2 separate regions of the Mus musculus genome follow, and region 1 is linked to region 2. The links are chromatin contacts, called in public Hi-C maps. All regions are on one chromosome and are shown on one strand. The core of a region is the stretch at or near the end of the contact, and the rest is flanking DNA. Distances in the headings are between cores, read along the strand shown. Region 1 overlaps Ntn4 (netrin 4). Region 2 has its middle 25 kb from the start of Snrpf.

Region 1 (2,700 bases), core at 141-2,640, 74 kb after region 2:
GCGTCTGTTAAGAGGAAAAGACTTTCAGGTGTTTTGGATATTTGCTGAGGTCTAAGGCCACTGGCTTAAAGACTAAGCTAATTCACGTAGAACAATTTCTGTGCCTAGAATGAGTCACTATAACAAAGTCAGATTTTCTAGGCTAGAGTTCCTTTTATTAAGTTTTTTTTTAATTAGGTTTATTTTATTTTATGTGCATGAGTGCTTTGCCTGCATGCAGAAATGTGCATCACATGGATGCCTGTTGGATCCCCTGACTGGCTCTCCGGATGGTTGTGAAACACCACGTGGATGCTGGGACTCAAACCCCAGTCTTCCACAAGTGCAGCAGATGCTTCTCTGCCACTGAGCCATCTCTCCAGCCCCTTGGCTAGAATTCTTAATGGATGATGGGAGTGGATTGGACAAGTTAATGAAAATGATACATGTTCTATGTCTAAACTGTGTAAGACTATAAGGCTTTAGTAGAAATATTCCAATAGGCAGCTCCAAGTGACTTTCAAAAAGAATACCGCCTCCTCCCACTTCCTGGATCCACTCCATCTACCTCACTCCACTTCCGGGATCCTCTCTATCCACCTCCCCCCACTTCCCGGATTCACCCAATCCACCCCCCCCACTTCCCGGATCCACCCCATCCACCTCCCCCCACTCCCTGGAACCACTCCATCCACACGCTCCCACTTCCCGGAATCACCCCAACCTCCTCCCCCCACTTCTCCATCCACGCCATCCACCTCCTCCCACTTCCTGGATCCGCTCCATCTAGCCTTCATCCACTGCATTTCCCTCAACAGTTCCTTTCTCTGGAAGGCAGAGCATTGCAGCAACTAGTCACGAGCCTCGTCTTGCAGAGCACCAACCAACCAGACACAAGTATGACTCAATACCGTATTTACCAAGTCACTCGGTCTCTATAACCGAGTGACTTGGTAAATACGATATCGAGTCTCTCATATACAGTAAGGATAAGATCTGCTTTCATAGCTTCTGGGAGGATTAAAAAGTATGATGGTTTCAAGCTTGGTGTTAAATGTCTGTGACCCCAGCCCTCGGGAGGCTGAGGCAGGAGGATTCCAAGTTTGAGGTCAGGCTGAGCTACGTGCGGAAATGCGGTCTCAGGAAAATGAATGCAAACCGAAATAGCCAGCTGTGTCCTCACTAGGGTAAACACTTTCTTCGCTGTTCTTAGCGCATCACAGGATCTCAGCCACCTCTGCTGTTTTTCCCACAACACTTCTTCCCAGTGAGGACGAAAATAAATCTAAGCGTATGTGCTACTTGACATGTTTACAAGGCCAGGGGTTTTGTGGCACGGGAAACTGTACTTTGGCTCTATCCTGCTGAGAGCCCAGAAATTAGGTGACGTTTTCCGAAGGTTTCTTCTTGTCGCAGCTGTGGACGGCTGATTTGGTTCCTGTTTCTTCTAGCAGCTGGTGGTTTTACAGCTGTTGGATGATGGATGGTAATAAAAAGGAACGTGGAACTTCTTTTTTTTTTTTTTTAACTGAAATATCCAATCCACTGGATAAAACCAGAAACCTTTGAGAACCATGGAGAATTTTTTAAAGTGCCATGAGCTATGCTTGTTAGGGTGGATTTAAACTTCATAATGAGAAACTCGTTTTAAAAGAGGGTCAGTATTTTGACTGATTTATTCTAAATTTAAGAGTGAACGCTGATATTTGGGGAACCATGCACTTCACTGGGTCTGTGGAGGTATGTTTGAGAATCATTCACGAGGTTTTATTTCAATACACTTCTCTCTCTCTCTCTCTCTCTCTCTCTCTCTCTCTCTCTCTCTCTCTCTCTCTTTCTCTCTCTTTTAATTGAATATAAGCACTGGCTGTTACACAGAAACCTGGGTGGGTTCTCTTCCCAGCACCTACATTGCTGCTTACAACAGTCTATGACTCTAGTCCCAAGGGATCCAATACCCCATCTGGTCTCTTCAGGCCCCAGTCACACATGTGGTTCACATACATATGTGATACGTGTAGGCAAAACACTCATACACACAAAATTAAGAGGAAAAAATGTATAAAAAGAAAATGTTGTCTGTAAAATATGTTATGCGAGATATATGTTATGTTATGCCATATATATAGTTTTCTGATATATATATATATACATACATATATATATATATATATGTATGTATATTATCCGAAAACCTTTTAGTCTTTAAGGTCTTATGGAAAAGAACAGAAAGTTTAAAACAGTAATGTTATTAAATGAGATAACTGAGTTGAGATTTTTTTTAATCTTTTTTTATTTTACAGTAAGATACATAGCCATATTTGGAAGTGAACATCTGTAAGTTTGTTTTAGATCTTAGCATAGAAAAAAAAAACCTACCATGAACTACAAAGACTAACGTTTACCACTTATTAAATACTGTAGTGTAGCAAGCTGGGCAAGCTACTGAGTTTAACCTTCACAGCAGCTGTACAATGTGTCCTTCTCATTTCTTTCAAGAAGAGAAACCAAAATGTGGAGACGTTTATTCCCTTCCCAAAAGCTAGTAAGGGGGGCAGCCACACTCAACACACCTGCCAATCAATCTCCAAGGCTCATCCTCTTCCTGTTAGTCTAGGAAAGCCAAGCATCCAGCTAGGGTTAGCTGGCTAAGAGCAGAGCACAGAAGGGAGGGAGGCTGAGAGGGAAACAGGGATGAAGACATGGTCAAGAGATGGATTA
Region 2 (2,700 bases), core at 78-2,577:
AGAGGAATTCTTAATGACAGACATTTTTAAAATTTGTGCAGAAAAATTCTGTCTCAAAAATGGCCCATTGGTCTGCACGTATTTTACAATAATCTGAGAGACTGAGGTGTCAACAACTTTTACACACAAGTAGAAGAAACACGTTTGCGTTACACACAGGATTATGAAATTTGATAACCAAACTTTATCATTCTACTGAATTCCACAAGACAGAAGAACTGCCAAACGTCCCCTAGACGTCCCCATCTTCACACATACCTTCAGGATAGGTCTCTCTTGCCAGTTTTTGGCCTACTCAAAAGTCACCATCTTATTTATCCACCCCCTTCCCCTAGGTCCCCCAGTCTCTGGCCTGATTTGTTTAATGTGTGAGATTTTATCTGCCTTTGAGAGGAGGTTCTATTTTGTTTTGTAGAGACAATGTCTTACTCTATAGCCCAGGCTTGTAGGAAGCCACATACGCGATTGCAGGATGGCGCTGGCTACCGCTGGCCACCACCCATAAATTTGAGTAAACAACCAATGTGCGCATGTGCAGTAGAGTTTTTTGCTGAGTCACTGCCTGGCCTGAGGCATGCAAACGAGGCACTGAAAGCCTGGCCCAAGGTATGTAAATGAGGTACTGAAAGCATAACCAATCGGGTGTGGACACGCCCCTCCTAGGTCTATATAAGCAGCGCTAGTACTGGGGCTCAGGGTCTTTTCGCCTCTGCAATCAAGCTCTCCCAATAAGCGTGTGCAGAAGGATCCTGTTGTGGCATCTTTCTTGCTGGTGAGTTGGGCGCTCACACAGGCTGGCCTCATACCACCGATTTTCCTACTTCAGGCTCCTTGAGTGCAGTTTTAGACAGGCATGTGTCACCGTGCCAGGCTTATATACTCGTATTATACACCAAGTCATGCAGCAGGCCTCTAAAGAACTATCTGATGCTCCATGTGCACACGTCCCAGCACGTGGATAAATTCTCACTGACAGAAACTAGGAGAAATTGAAACAAAAGTCACTCTATTTAGTTGAATACTTGAATGCAAGTTAATTAGAAATATATTTGACATCCAAGCTGTTATTAAGCAGTCTCTACTTCTAAAGCAGCTTGAGGTGCCCCCTCCCCCACTTCCCCTTCCCTTCCCCCTCCCCCTTCCCCGTCCCCGCCCCCACACTGTGGGTACGATCTACTGTGGTTGTAGATTACCTGGTTCCCCTTCATTCTTTCGATTCTGAAACCGGTGGCAAAGCAAAAATGCCCCAAGCCATCATTTGTGGATAGAAAACAGCTGCACGTGATAAAAGAATTGATGTGGTTTAAAAATCACTCGGAGGTAGAGGGTAAACTGCCTCTCCCAGCCGCTGTTCTCACCAACAGTGTAAAGCTAACTCCTTATGAATCACAGCAGGGAGGCAGGACAAGACTCATTTTTTTTTGGATAGTAGCTTGATTTTTCAACAAGTGGGGCTTTAAAATTTGGTCAGGAAAAAAAAAATTAGAAAACATTCAGTGTGCTGAGATGAGAGGACAGAGTTGGGATTTTAAATGGCATCCTTCAGCCACCAAACCCAGACACTATTGCATCTGCCAGCAAGCTTTTGCTGAAAGGATCCTGATATAGCTGTCTCATATGAGGCTATGCCAGTGCCTGGCAAATACAGAAGTGGATGCTCACAGTCATCTATTGGATGGAACACAGGGCCCCCAATGAAGAAGCTAGAGAAAGCACCCAAGGAGCTGAAGGGGTCTGCAACCCTATAGGTGGAACAACAATATGAACTAATCAGTACCCCCAGAGCTCGTATCTCTAGCTGCATATGTAGCAGAAGATGGCCTAGTCGGCCATCATTGGGAGGAGAGGCCCCTTGGTATTGCAAACTTTATATACCCCAGTACAGGGGACCGCCAGGGCCAAGAAGTGGGAGTAGGTGGGTAGGGGAGCAGGGCAGGGGCAGGGAGGGTATAGGGAACTTTCGGGATAGCATTTGAAATGTAAATGAAGAAAATACCTAATTAAAAAAAAAGATGGAATCCTTAGGGATCTGAGCTCATGTTTCTCATGATTATAAATAAGGACACTGAGCTCTCTGGCTTCCCTTTGTTAGGGATCTTTTTGTTTTAGGAGCAAGGGTCTTGCTGTGCGGGGCTCCAGCTATCCTCACAGCTCACCCCCTCTTCCAGGTCCTGGGATTGCAGGAGCACCCCAACCCCCACCCCACCCCCGCCATGCTAGGTGTTTCTGCTTCTTCCTAAATTTTAATTCTTTTAAAAGACTACTTTTACAGTGGATATCCCATTTTTTTCTGTTATACCTCTGAAACTTTGCAGGAAGTGAACCAAATAGCAAACGTTCTTCCTTGCATTTCCCAAGGAGCTGTTATCATTGATAGATATGTGGCCCTAACGTCACCTAGACCTGGTGTGCAGGCATGCAGGTGACACTAGATATTGGATCCAGCAAGCAAGCTATTACTGTTATATTTCAACAAAGGTGATATTTGATTGACTTTTTTTTGGGGGGGGGGTCCTATGTAGACCTATCCTTTTCTTATCTTCCTTTTCTTCTTGTTTTGAGACTGAGGCTTGCTATGTAGCCCAGGCTGGCCCTGGATTTGTGATCCTTCTGTCTTCTGTCTCCTCAGTGTTGGGATTATGGTGTGTGCCAACACACCCAGGGGTTCTTTCCTTTTGAGGTTTTAATATTTATGTATGT

What was found. A called contact is a pair of places that touch in the nucleus more often than the background predicts.
Region 1: a contact with region 2 is called in a Hi-C map of pre-pro-B cells, with 2.1 times the contacts expected there. The contact joins two enhancer-like sites. A contact is called at or near these places in 5 of 39 promoter capture datasets (the C10 cell line, cranial neural crest, embryonic stem cells and 2 more), 3 of 484 Hi-C or Micro-C datasets (the Ba/F3 cell line, mammary gland and pre-pro-B cells) and 3 of 115 datasets of contacts at active chromatin or transcription factors (bone marrow-derived macrophages, embryonic stem cells and pancreatic cancer cells).

The regions. Positions count from the first base shown.
Region 1 is chr10:93,687,656-93,690,355 of GRCm38.p6, forward strand. The region is part of intron 3 of Ntn4 (netrin 4); the gene reads left to right. Among named protein-coding and RNA genes, the nearest start is that of Gm15915, 5.7 kb to the left of the region's middle. Within about 2 kb of position 1,391, at least 100 of the 459 cell types and tissues checked have an H3K27ac peak or open chromatin away from gene starts, as enhancers often do. A contact at or near this core is called in pre-pro-B cells, where this site is marked.
Region 2 is chr10:93,613,799-93,616,498 of GRCm38.p6, forward strand. No RefSeq gene overlaps it. Among named protein-coding and RNA genes, the nearest start is that of Snrpf, 25 kb to the left of the region's middle. Within about 2 kb of position 1,328, at least 19 of the 459 cell types and tissues checked have an H3K27ac peak or open chromatin away from gene starts, as enhancers often do. A contact at or near this core is called in pre-pro-B cells, where this site is marked.